Linked DNA regions of Mus musculus: region 1 is linked to region 2. The links are chromatin contacts, called in public ChIA-PET maps. All regions are on one chromosome and are shown on one strand. The core of a region is the stretch at or near the end of the contact, and the rest is flanking DNA. Distances in the headings are between cores, read along the strand shown.

Evidence for each region. ChIA-PET counts read pairs in DNA pulled down with a chosen protein or histone mark.
Region 1: a contact with region 2 is called in an RNA polymerase II ChIA-PET map of effector CD8 T cells, with 10 read pairs. The contact joins two enhancer-like sites. A contact is called at or near these places in 1 of 484 Hi-C or Micro-C datasets (the HPC-7 cell line) and 2 of 115 datasets of contacts at active chromatin or transcription factors (effector CD8 T cells and memory CD8 T cells).

Annotation. Positions count from the first base shown.
Region 1 is chr5:9,055,630-9,062,145 of GRCm38.p6, forward strand. No RefSeq gene overlaps it. Among named protein-coding and RNA genes, the nearest start is that of Gm31449, 15 kb to the right of the region's middle. Within about 2 kb of position 3,897, at least 36 of the 459 cell types and tissues checked have an H3K27ac peak or open chromatin away from gene starts, as enhancers often do. A contact at or near this core is called in effector CD8 T cells and memory CD8 T cells, where this site is marked.
Region 2 is chr5:8,666,121-8,673,104 of GRCm38.p6, forward strand. All of the region lies in intron 5 of Abcb1a (ATP-binding cassette, sub-family B (MDR/TAP), member 1A), which reads left to right. Among named protein-coding and RNA genes, the nearest start is that of Gm31157, 26 kb to the right of the region's middle. Within about 2 kb of position 3,676, at least 34 of the 459 cell types and tissues checked have an H3K27ac peak or open chromatin away from gene starts, as enhancers often do. A contact at or near this core is called in effector CD8 T cells and memory CD8 T cells, where this site is marked.

The DNA.
Region 1 (6,516 bases), core at 2,647-5,146, 390 kb after region 2:
CCAAGGAGCTAAAGGGATCTTCAACCCTATAGGTGGAACAACATTATGAACTAACCAGTACCCCTGAGCTCTTGACTCTAGCTGCATATGTATCAAAAGATGGCCTAGTCGGCCATCACTGGAAAGAGAGGCCCATTGGACACGCAGACTTTGTGTGCCCCGGTACAGGGGAACGCCAGGGCCAAAGGGGGGGAGTGGGTGGGTAGGGGAGTGGGGGTGGGTGGGTAAGGGGGACTTTTGGTATAGCATTGGAAATGTAAATGAGCTAAATACCTAATAAAAAATGGAAAAAAAAAAAAAAAAAGAATTCCATTTTCAGTAGTGGTCTAGTAAATTTTAAGTTCCCAAGACCTCCCTGGGAACTGACGCCCTACTTGGCAGAAAGAGACATGGACATGGGTAAATGATATACTGGTTGGCAAATTAAGTCTACTTGTTCTTTAGTTAGCTCCCATAAATTTTACATGTGTTTACTGAAGGACTTTTTCTGCTTTCAGTGTACTTAGACTCCAGCTTTGTTTGAGGAAAAAAAAATAATTAAAAAAACGGAGCAGACTCTCTTTCAGGTGTAGGCTGCAATGAAGTGACACCTTCTGGTGCAAAATGGGTACTGCATGCTAGCAAGTGTCCTTATGAGGAGACTGCATTTTTTTCCCACTAACCATATATATATGCGTTACAAAGTTCCACAAATGGGCAGCTTTACCAAGGGAAATACAACAAATCAAATCCTGGAGGCTTCACATCCAAGATCTTGGTGTCACAGCACTTGGTCCCTTCTGATGACTGTGCAGGGGAGCTTGCTCCTTGCTATCTGCCAACTTCTCAGGGTTTACTGGAAACCTTCAGTGTTTCTTGGCCTTTATAACATCATCCAGAATTTCTCTTTCAGATTCAGCGGGCCAGATGGCCTACTCCTTGTGTGTGTGTCTTCTCACAGACCTTTAATAAAGACTCTGATCAGTTGATTAAAGGCCCAACCTATTCCCCTATGACTTCATTTTATTGAATGTGTCTACAGTTGTCATAGAGACTGACCAGAAAATGGGAAGATTAGTGTACTGGCTAGTTTTGTGTCAACTTGACACAGCTGGAGTTATCACAGAAAAAGGAGCTTCAGTTGAGGAAGTGCCTCCATGAGATCCAGCTGTGAGGTATTTTCTCAATTAGTGATCAAGGGGAAAGGCCCCTTGTGGGTGGTGCCATCTCTGGGTTGGTAGTCTTGGTTCTATAAGAGAGCAGGCTGAGCAAGCCAGGGGAAGCAAGCTAGTAAGGAACATCCCTCCATAGCCTCTGCATCAGCTCCTGCTTTCTGACCTGCTTGAGTTCTAGTCCTGACTTCCTTGGTGACAAACAGCAGTATGGAAGTATAAGCTGAATAAACCCTTTCCTCCCCAACTTGTTTCTTGGTCATGATGTTTGTGCAGGAATAGAAAACCTGACTAAGACAATGAAGAAAAAATTATAAAAAATTAGAAATTTATATAAAGTACATATTACCTAGAAGTAAGATCAATAATCATCCAACTGTAATTCCCCCAAAAGAAACCCCCCCAAAAAACAAAAAACAAAAAAACAGTTTAACCTGCAATTGTCACATCTAACCGTCTATCCTGCATCCTGAAATGACAGAAGGAGAAGAAGGAGAAGAAGAAGTTGTAGTGGTAGTTAGTAGTAGTAGAAATAGCATAAATTGACACAAACTAGAGAGAATGATTCAGGAGCGGGGAACCAAGGAACTGTGTCCATCAGATTGGCCTGTGGGCATGGGAGGATTTTCTTGATTAATAGTTGATGTAGGAGGACCGAGCCAGCTCTGGGCAGTCCCATTCCTGGGTATGTGGTCAAGGCCATAGAAGATTGTGTAAGCGATGGAGAGCAGCCAGTAAGCATCATTCCTCTATGATCTCTGCTTCAGTTTCTGCCTCCTTCCCTGGCTTCCTTTGATAATGGACTCTGTAAAACAAGTCAACCTTTCCTCCCTGAGATGCTTTTGTTCATAGTGTTTATCACAGTACAAAGATCAAGTAGAGCAATTCCTTATCAAATCGACTATAGTCATAAGTGACCTATGTAAGCTTACATCATACCCCCAGGTTTAATGTAGAGTAGCCAAGGAAAGCTTGCCAAGTGCGAGCCTTTGTAGAACACCTAATTGATAAAATCTCCTGTTCACTAGTCTTGGCTCTGAATGCTTTCCTTTCTTTACATTATTTCTCCTTGACTCCCACTTTCTTTCCAGTGTTTCACTGTGTGTTAGACCAGGCTGCTCTGGAACTTGCAGTGATCTGCTTTCTTTGTCTCCTGAGTACAATTTACAGAAGTATGCTACAACGCATAGCTTAAATATTTTTTCTCTAACAGTGAAACCTGGTGGCACTGGGAGAAAAAGTCACCGTAGAGCCTTTGTATCTCTCCTTCAAAACCTCACCAGCCTTCCTCACCAGGAGTGTAATGGCTCTCTTTCTGAATACACTAGACCCTTTGGTTCCTATGTTGATTCTTCTTAATTGACACATCTTAATTTTATGTATTTGTGGTGTATTTTGTGACACTTCAATACATGTATATAATGTGTGATGATCAGAACAGAGTAAGTGCTCTGTAGTCATACATAACCAATGAGTTGACTGGAATTGGGTGGGGAGGACAAAACCTCATTTCAGTTAGGACTTGGCTGTGCACTGACAAGTTTATGGTATCATATATCACCTAGGCATCTTCCAGTCCCAATCATATTAAGGTTTAATCTCACACTTGACCTTCTTAGTTTTTTGAGACAGGATTTCTCTGGGTAGAGGCGACTGTCCTGGAACTTACTCTGTAGACCAAGCTGGCCTTGAACTCACAGAGATCCATCTGCCTTTGTCTCCCAAATGCAGGGATCAAAGGTGTTCACCACCACCTCTCAGATTACTCTGAATCTTTTATCTCCTAATTTTACTTGATACGTTTTATAACTCCTTTCCTTTCAGGCTGGTGCTATCTTCCTTCACTAGTAATTAAACTAATCCTAATTGTTCTGCCTGATTTTTATATTACTAATATATATGGATGCATATATGTTATAATACTTATGCATTTAGATATATACATATGTATATGTGTGTGTGTGTGTGTGTGTGTGTGTGTGTGTATGCCAATAATTCACCAACCTTTATTATGTAGAGTTAACAATCAAAACTCCAATGCTTGCAAGATGGCTCAGTAGGTAAAAGAATTTGCTGCCAAGCCTGACCATCAGAGTTCAATCCCTGCACTCCCACGTGGTGGGAGGAGATAACTTAACCTTGCAAGTTGTCCTCTGTTGTCTACACACATTCTGAGTAACGCACGAGCGCGCGCACACACACACACACACACACACACACACACACACGAAAAAATAAAATATAAACACACTACCAAAAGTCTCCCTTCTTTCAATGGAAACCTAAACCATGGAATGCAACCTTATTTCATATCTTAGGAAACTGTAAAATTTTGCTTCATTTCTAACACGATGTAAGAAGTATTTTCTTAGTACAGCTAACACAGGTTGAAGTATGAAAGTTTCTCAGTACAGAAACACAGGTTGAAGTGTGAAAGTTTTTCAGAGGCAGCAGTTGGTATCTTCCCTGAAGTTTCCCTGGCACTTTTACTGAATGTTTTCTGTACATTCTGGGAGATGTTGTACCAAACGCATCACCCGCTAGGGAAGGAGGGGCTGTGATGCTGCTGTGACATCAAAGGTAGAAGGGGGTGAATGTTCAGCTAGTTTAAGCAAGGAGAAGCAAAAGCATAAATTGAAAACTACATCAATTGAAGCGCAAACTCCTCCTCATCCAAAAGAGCGGAGGTTATAAACAAGTTTGCTGGGCAGACTGAGTCAGAGACTGAGTAGTTAAAATGAAACAGAAAGCACTAGCAACTCCCAACACTGAACTCTGGGTGGTGTAAACTGCTAACAAATTCCACTCCTGGATGAGGAAACACAAATTGTTTTATGTAATTAAAAGTTCAACCATTCCCAAAGATTTCTATTTTGGGGAATAGAAACTGGAGGAAGCAAAGTAATTGAGTGTTGATTAAAATTAGAAAATCAGGTTCCCTAACTCTATTGGGGGAAAATCCCTAAATCATTTTCCCAGCAAAGAGGGAAGCCATGCATATTTCTCTCTGGCATTAACAATGGCTGTGTGGAGAGTGATTCATTAATTGGTTTGCTAACAAATAGCATGCCCTACTTTCACACACTAAGATTGTTTCCACGAATGCAAGCAATGGTCTGAAGCAGCCATGTTCCTAACAATGTGGAGCTGCAAAACAAATTTCAGAAAAGGGTCGTGAGTTTCCTAAAAGGTGGGGAAAATGAATTAACATTATTCTGGTCTCTTTCTGAGGCTAATATAGATGGTGAGGATGACGCATCGGGGTCAAAGCCATTAATCTGCTGTAGAATTTAATCCTGATAAATGAATAAAAGGCTATAAACAAGTTTATTGTAAATATCTCTTGAATAAGAAAACCGTGAATCATCTTCATGTTCAGAAATAGTTATGAGTTTCTGGTTTTCCAGTGTAAGAACCCAAGGCAAGACTTCTGTAACAGGTATAAGAGTTGACAGTGACAGCTACAAGTGGAAGCGACGATGTCAGCTCCCCGTTTTCCAGTTAAAAGAGTAGCAGGTATGAAATATAAGACGAAGCTTTCCCTCTGGCCGTTCTGAGGAAGAAAGCCAGTACGTTATCTGTGGGAAGCAAGCGCTCGACTGCACAGCCACATCGGCCGACAGTTGCATTTAAGCTGCCGTCAGCCTACCACGCATGTGCTGAGCCCACGTGGTATGAGGGTACAGTTGTTTCCTGTGCTGCTATGTCTACTCCTCAAAATCTTTTTATATAAAACTATAAACTCACTTGGGTAACACCTAGTGAAGGCTTCTTAACTTATGTTAATAATCTCTGCTTTTGATGCACTAGTTAGCGTTCTTTGAGTGAATATTTATGGAAGAAACTAAGGAATACTCTGCACGACTTCATGTTACAAGCTACTTTGGGGCCATTCTGACTTCAGTTGTGCGCTATGGGCTGTATGTGTTACTTCATACTGCTACAGTGGTGGCGTACGCCTTTAATCCCAGCACTTGGGAGGCAGAGGCAGGCGGATTTCTGAGTTCGAGGCCAGCCTGGTCTACAGAGTGAGTTCTAGGACAGCCAGGGCTACACAGAGAAACCCTGTCTCCAAAAACAAAACAAAACAAAACAAAACAAAACAAAACCTAATTCTTAAATAATAGAAAACCACCAGGAAGCAGCTCAGAGAGAGAAGTTTCAGAAGTAGGATTCCAGTACTAGCTAGACTCTCACATCTCCCCTCTTCCCACTCTGCCACCTCCTTTCTGACATCATTACTCCTGATTTTTGTTGCTGCTTCTACCATGTCCTTAAGACTATCTCTTACTTTGCCTTTTAAAGCTATCTCTATGAAATGCATGAGAAGTTATTGGTACTCTCATAAAATCAACAGTAGAGTTGGGAGGATGTGATTCATCACCTGCCTAAGCCAGAGTAGGGAGCATGACCTGCATGAAGTAATGAACCATGATTCTGTACATTGCATACATTCTATAAACCCACCTGACGCTGTGCTCTTCTTTTATCTCCATTTTGAAGGTGATATAAATGAAGAGGAGAAAAGAGGAAACTTTGTCAAGGATCCCGAACCATAAACTCATAATGGGTCTGTTTGTCCCCAGGTTTGGGCATATTCTTGCTCCTAGTCTCTAGGTTTCAGCCTTTGTAAGGCAAGCCCAGTAGGTGTTTAGTCAACCTTATATCCATAATTGCCTGACCTCTCTAAGGGGTGGCTGTCTTCTGAGGTCACTCCTTCATTAGACTGCCCAGGTCATTCGCGACACTGTTTTGGACTCTTTCTAAAGTCATTGTGTTCCAGTTCTCTTATATATTGTCCCTCCCTGTTCACAGAGATCTTCTCCTTACACTGGGCATGCTTAAATTTCTCCTTGCCCATTTGACTAAACCATTTCCCCAACCCCTAGTACCTTTTCCCTGGTTAGTAGAGCCATTTCCAACCCAGCATCTCCTCCACATTCACAGTACAATAGGAGAGATGCTGAGGAAATTTTGTGAGGAGGTAAACTGTAGTCCATAGTCCATCTACTCCCAATGTGTCAAAAGCCGAGCCTTTCCTTGGTCAGGGGTCTGTATGTAGGAAGATATACATTGCCTGGGAAGAGGGAAAGGGACAGTATAAGGGGTAGAAAGTAGTCCTTTGGGTCAAGATCCCAAAAGGAAGAAATAAATTCCCGAACAGCTGGAAAAAAAAGAAAAAGAAATTCTCCTTGCCTACAAGCAATGCCTTACCCACTTTCCTTTATATGACTCTCCCTGGAAAGCCCACTTTCCCATTAGATGCCCTGCCCTTCTTCTGTAACACGGCTTACCACTACTGCGCCTCAACAAGCTTTTTAAATGTGCTCAGCAGGTAAGAACTGTCTTTTCTGTTCTTCTCTAT
Region 2 (6,984 bases), core at 2,426-4,925:
GTTTGAATGTGAAGTAGTAATAACCTCACATGTATAACAATATGTGTCAGACATTGTTATAAATACTTCCCGCACAAACATATTTAATCCTTAAGCTTTTTTCTGAGATAGATGCTATTATTATAGGTTTACAGAAGAAACAGGGCAAGCCCCCAAATACCTACTAAGGTGAAGGTAAATGGGATGCATTTAGGTCTTTTGACTAAGTGCTGTAATTCTTAAATACTATTCTAGTTACACTGATGAATGTGGGGCTTCCTTCTAAGCTTACATACTTTTCCTATACAGCCCAAGCCCACCTCCCTAGGGATGGTGTTTCCCAGTGGGATGAATCGTCCTATATCAATTACCAATCAAGGGATTTCTCTACAGATAGCCTCGTAAGTCAAACTGATGGAGGCAGCTCTCCAATTCTGGCTCCCTCCTCAGATACATCAAGTTGACAGCCAAAATTAGCCAATATAGGTGTCTTTCTCTTGTCCCAAAGAGTTGATATGGAAAACTGGACCCTAATGTTTATGTAAAACCTATAAACACAGATGTATATTCTGAAGGTTTTAGGGTAAATTTTAATACTATTGCAATGTTTTTTGTTTTTTAAAATACTTTCTAGGTAAGAATAAAACATGCATATTGGGGATTTCAAAGAACTCTGAGACTAATGACTTACTAGGAGAACTCAGAACTCAGGATGTTCCTATAGATTGGGTGATGTATTTAATTAGCAATAATGACATCTCAGATAAACCTCAGTGGCTATGACAACAGCTCTCTGAAAAGCTGCAGCTAAGTTTTATTATTACAAGAGGATACAAAAAAAAAGTCAGTAATGGTGAAAGTCACATGGAATGAGGTTCAGAAGAGAACAAACTCCCAGAGTTACCTGTCCAAAACACCCATTTCACCAGCAAGGAGTTGCAAGTTATGACAACAGATTCAAAATAATGCTTGTTGGTGGCCCTTCAGTGACAGGGCCAAGGTTCTCACTCTGAGCTGATCATTAAGGAACTTCCTACATAGCATGTAACAAAATTGTAGATTTATTCACTTAGCATAATTCATACTGCAAAATGGCCACATTTACCATTTACAATGATGGATCCTTCCCAGATTCACATGCTAGATACCAAATATCTAAGTGGTTTTCTCTAAACATTTCTGGGCTCTTTCTGCTCCCAAAGTTCACTTATGTTTACTAGGGAACCTTAGCTGTCTTGAGGGAATGGCTACAAAGCAAACAACTCATGCACATTTTTATACCAGTTTTCTTTTTATGTCAGGCCTCATTTTAGTTAGAAACACAAATGTAGAATAAACTTGAAATGAAGTAGGGGAAACTGGACAGGTGGAAGTAAAAGAAGAAGTGCCAAGTTGTTTGTGATTCCTTTAAAATGAGCTCCTCAAAGTTCACACACCCTGTTAGCATTTTGTGGCAGATTTAACCCTGAGCTGTCTACACTATGCACCATATTAGCCATCATCATTCTAAATGCATGGCAGCACTCAGAGTCAGGAACCAGTCCTTGGTCAGGACCTTACATGCATTGTCTGATGTTTGAAGTCCTCTTATCCTCTTATCATAGCTGGGCAGAATGCACACTAAGAAGTTATGTAATGTTCTACAATTCACAGTCACATACCTATTGTACTGGAAGGTACAACTTTTCCCTAGATACATGAGTAGACTATTTCTTTTTAAAACTGTAATCGTTTGTGATAGCATACGGTTGGTTAAAATGTAACCTCTCTGAAGCTGAAGAGTTCTTTGTTAATGCTGTTATCTTACGACCATCTGGCCATTGAAGACTTTGCCGCCTGGCTTAGTGTCTTCTTCCCACTCCTGATCTTCTTACTCACCCTGTGACTTTTATTGTTATATGAACAACCACTCCTTGACCTTTATAACAGTGATAATCTTACAAACCTACCCGAACTTGGATCTGTTCCCTCCTGTTCTTCACGGTAGAGACACCCAGTGTTAGTGAGGTGTTTGTTTCTTTAAAGTCTTACTGTATAGTCCATGCTGCCTTGAAACGAGCATATTCTTTCTAGCTTAGTAGAAGTAATGTGATTATAGTTGTGTACCACCACACCTGGCCCAGTTCTTACATCACATCATTCACTTGAACTTTGAACTTTGGTTCCCACCTCTTCTCTACACAGCTACGGTCACTCCTTTTCTTCCATTTCCCCAGTCTTTCTGAATGGAGTTTGGCCCATTGGCAAGTCTCTTAAATCTTTGCTGCCAATTAGCTTGAATGTTTTGGAATTTGGTTTCTATCCCTATCACTTACTCAGCTCTGTGGATATCTGAAAACTCTGCCTGACTTCGAAGCTGCCCTTGTCATGGCCACTGCATTGTTTCTGTGATACTACAGTGTGGTTTTCCTCCCACCTCTTTGTCTTCTGGTGTCACCTTTCCCCTTTAGGAGTTTCTCAATCCTGTATCCCCTGAATCACTGACAAAGCTGGTATTCATCTGCTTCTTTACAGATGTTTTTGAAATGTGTTTGATCCTCATGCCAAGCACTCTTTCTATCCATTCACAATGATATCCCTTACTTACTCCTCCTTGCTCAGCTTCATTTACCTATGCCCCAGTCATCCTTCTATTTTAGTAGCTGTATCAGACCAGACTGTTTTCTTTGACTCAATTATAACATCCCCACCCATACTCTGCCTTTGCCAATTATACTTACACCATGGTCCTCTTCTCCTAAGATGGCTCTGTCCATGAAGTCATGAACTCAGATGTATCAGTTTCAGTTATAGCTTCTGATTCCTTCTAAAGAAAGCTAGCTCTTTTTATTATCACTCTTTTTGACTCTGTGCATTTATTCTATAGTGTTGCTGTAGAAAATGCCATTAGGTAGATTTAAGAAGAAAATGCCACGAGATAGATTTAAGACAACACAAATTTATGCTCTTCCAGTTCTTGGGTAAACTAAAGTCAGTGTGTCAGGAAGATTGCATTCATTCTGGAGGTTCTTGGTAAGAATCTGTTTCCTCCCCATTTTGAGCTTCTAGGGGCTCTTACATTCCCATGTCCCCTCCTTGGTATCACCATAGTCTCTGAGCACCTACCTGCCTCTTAGAAGCATCTTTATGATTACAGTGGGTTTATCTGAATGTCCCAGGGTAATCTTTCCCAGATTCCTAACATCTGCAGTCCTGTTTACCATGTCAGACAATGTAAGAAAGCACATTCACAGACAGTGTCCCAGGGCCAGACTGTGCACATGTTAGGAGTGACATTCCTTTGCCTCTCGTTCCTGGCAAGGCTTTATTTTATTCTAGCAGCCACTCCAGCTTCATACTTCCCAAGGCCAACCTGTCAGAGTCACACGAGTTCACTTCAGTCCAGTCCTTCGAGTGCTGTACTGCTTTTCTTCTCTACTTAAGGGTTCTAATGCGTTTCCTTTTTACTTAAGGGAAACTTTGGAGTAAAAACTAAGCTGTTTCTTATATGCATACCATTTATGGTATGACTCTCTTATTTATGATCTAATTACAGACATCTGCTCCCATTCTTATTATAGTGTTTGTTCTTTAATATATACCAAGCTTGTGTCTACTTAAGCATCTTTGCATGTATGCTTTCTACTTGAATGCATGACTTAGAGATCCCCACAACAAAAGCTGCATCCTTCCTGTTACTGAGGTTTCATCTCAGAAAGATGTTCCCTGACCTGCCTGTCTAAACCCACTGGCCCTATCAGTCACCTGAAGTTATATCCTGTAACTGCTTAGCCGCTTCCCCACTGCTGATGTTTCTCTTTTTCCTGAATGTGTGCTCACAAGAGTGGAGTGTTTTAATGTTTTGCTCACTGTTGTTCCTCAGGAGTCTAGAAGAGTGCTCAGAGCCTTAGTAGGTTCCTAGACACTGGGTGGATAGTGACCATATCCATTCCTATTCCCAACTGCATGCACTCTAAGCATTCTAAGGACAGGTAGCCTGTGTTACCCACCATCATTGCCAGTACTTAGAGCCAAACATGAATCTCATTAGCTCTTTAAACAAACTTAAAATGTTGAATGAGTGAATGAATTCTCTAACTCAGTGGCTCTAGTGAAGTCATATTTCTATTCATGCCATGAATATTATCTAAAGGGCTTTTCTGCCTGTACTTTCCACTTCTTCCCTGGCACGATTCACCTTTAGCTTTCAATACCAGTTTGTTTCGTTCTGTGTTCTTGGTTTACTTTCTCTGTCCTTTCTACCAGTCTCTAACCAAATAGTTTCCATTTCCTTTTATGTTAAAGGCCTTCAACTATAACTAGTTAAGTTATATGCTTATACAGTCTTATGCTGTACCTGATATGTTGTTACAACTTTGCCTTCTTCTTCTTTGACTATGAGAGTCTGAAAATTCTTAGTTATGTTTGCAAACCAATAATAGTAATGGATATTTCATGTTTCATACTACCTTCTTGATAAAAGTTTTCTGCATTGCTTTGTAATCTTTGTAACAGCTGTGTTGATTTTTTTAAAACATTTTATAAATACCAAAACTGAGGCTCAATTTTTTTTAGTAATAATAAATTACATCATCTCTCCCATTCTCTTTCTAGTTCTATAAGCCACCCTCTTCCAAGTTCCTGGCCTCTTTTTACTTATATATGCATCAACATATAAACACAACCTGCTGCATCCATGTAGCCTTGTTTGTATGCGTATCATTTCAGGACTGACTGCTTGGTGTTAGCTAACCCATCAGGGGCTCATCCTTGAGGAGACTAATTCTCCCTCTCTCAGCAGTTCTTGGTTGTCTGTAGTTCTGTTTTCTGGGGGTGAGGCTCAATGAGACCCCCCTCCCCCACATCCAGTTTAGCATGTCTATTAGTGTTGCCCTTCTTCAGGTTTTGTGTAGACAAGTCTTATTGAGATATCATGAGTAAAAGTTCCCTGTAATTTCTAGGAGGCACATTCTCACAACAGACTTCTTGGTCCTCTGGCTCTTCTGCCCCATCTTTTGTAATGTTCCCTGAGAGACCCTCTACTTGGCCACACCAGCCTCTTTCCTAATAAATTATAAAGTTGAGTCATTTGGTGTCCACTTTCATCCTGCTCACTGTTATGTGACCACTTTCCTCAAATCTCATCCTTTCTTTCACAAGGTCACAAAGAAATGAGAAAGCCAACTCCTCTTTCTATCTCTGTTGCTAGAAATATATCAATATCTGTGTTCATTCTTCGCTCATTCCTGTCTGAGATGAATAGAAATACTTCTCTCTGTTTTGGAAACCATCTTCTCTTTGCCAAGTTTTACTATGTAAAATCTCAAACAAGAAAGAATAGAAAACAACACTCATAAATACATCATGTATGGCTAATAATTACTAACATGTTACCATGTCATGTTTCAGCTACATCTACAAGTTTCAAGGTATTTTATATATAGCCATGTCACTTTATTAATTTCAAAGGCTTTTCTGTAAAACATTTCCTATAAAATATATTTACCCTATTTATCAAGACATTTTCTTAATATTATATTTTTTACATTCAATTTCCCAAATTATCTAAAAAATTGTGTTTTGCAGTTGGTTGGTTTAAAATAAGACAACTGGGAAGAGTGTTCATTGATTTCTCTTTAGAATGGTCTGAAAGAAATGGACAAGAATGTTCTACCTGATACTCCGGTTATGCCATTTCCTTGGAACATCATTACATTTAGTGTTCCATGCCTAGCCTTTTATATGTAGAAGTTACATCTAAATGTTTTATTGCATTTAGATGAAACACTTTTAGTAAAGAAACAACAACAAACAAACAAACAACAAACCTCTAAAAACAGCAAATGTCATGGTATTTCCCCATTTATTTATGGTGTTCTTTGATCACTTGTTTAAGACAATGACAACTTTCTATACCATTCCCTAGCAGTGAAAAGGAGTTACAGGGCATTGTGAGACCATATTGCTTCACTTCCTAGTTTTGTTTCCTACAGATGATACCCTTTCCCAGGTTACTGAAATAATTACTTCCTTTATTTTGTAGGCGATTATCCCAGCTTACTTCCTATGTTTCTACCATCTGACTCTTTGCCTGGCTTACCTGTGGGCATAGAACATTGTGAATGAAATGGCCTCATTGGCCTTGCACCACAACCTGTTAGTTACTTTTTCTCGTCCTCTTTTATCTCAAGGTCTAGAAAAGTCAACATTCTATCCTTGCTGCGTTGTGTCCAGATTTGGCTTTACTCCACACACTTCTTTACTCACTTTTTATGATCTAATCCATTCCCATGACTGCCGCTATAAAACGGATGTTGAGTTTCTAACATCCTGGGTGGCACTTCCTGTACAAAAGTGCAAACACTCAAGAGACTTCTGTGCTCTTCATCCTTTCAAGCACCCGACTCTTCCAGTTTTCCCATCTCCATGGACAGTACCTATTGGTAGTTAATATACTTTATTTTTGTGCTTTCATGTATCAAAACTCTAACTTGTGAAACTTGCGTCTTCTCAAAGTCCATTTGGATCTTTCTTGCTTCTGCTTGCTTTTCCTCCTGGCTAGGATGTCTTCCACCTTGCTTCTGAACACTTGTCTTCCTTCAAAACCAGGAGGAAGCATCACTCCTGTATGACTGACTTCCACAAGGAGGTAATGATTGTTGGCTCCATTTTATAGCTGTTCTTTGTAATCGCTGCCAGAAGAGGCAGTGTGCACACTGCCTGGACTATTTTTTCCCCTCCCTCTGCTCTTTAAGCTTTCTGAAATTATGTTTCTTTGGTATTTTTCTGCAGCTTGTATCTGTTGTTCAGTTAAACAGTCAGGAAGTATTTGCATGTATTGACCTCTCCACTTCTTTTGATTTTAGCCAGTGAGAAGTTCTGGGGGGTGAAATATTGGTGATGGTGGTGATAAGTGATATTTCTCCCTATCAATTGTCTTTTCTTCCTATGCCAAAGAATCTGAGTGTTGGTGTATTTGATAGATATTTTAAAAGAAGATAATTTCTGCCTATTTCTTTCTCTCTC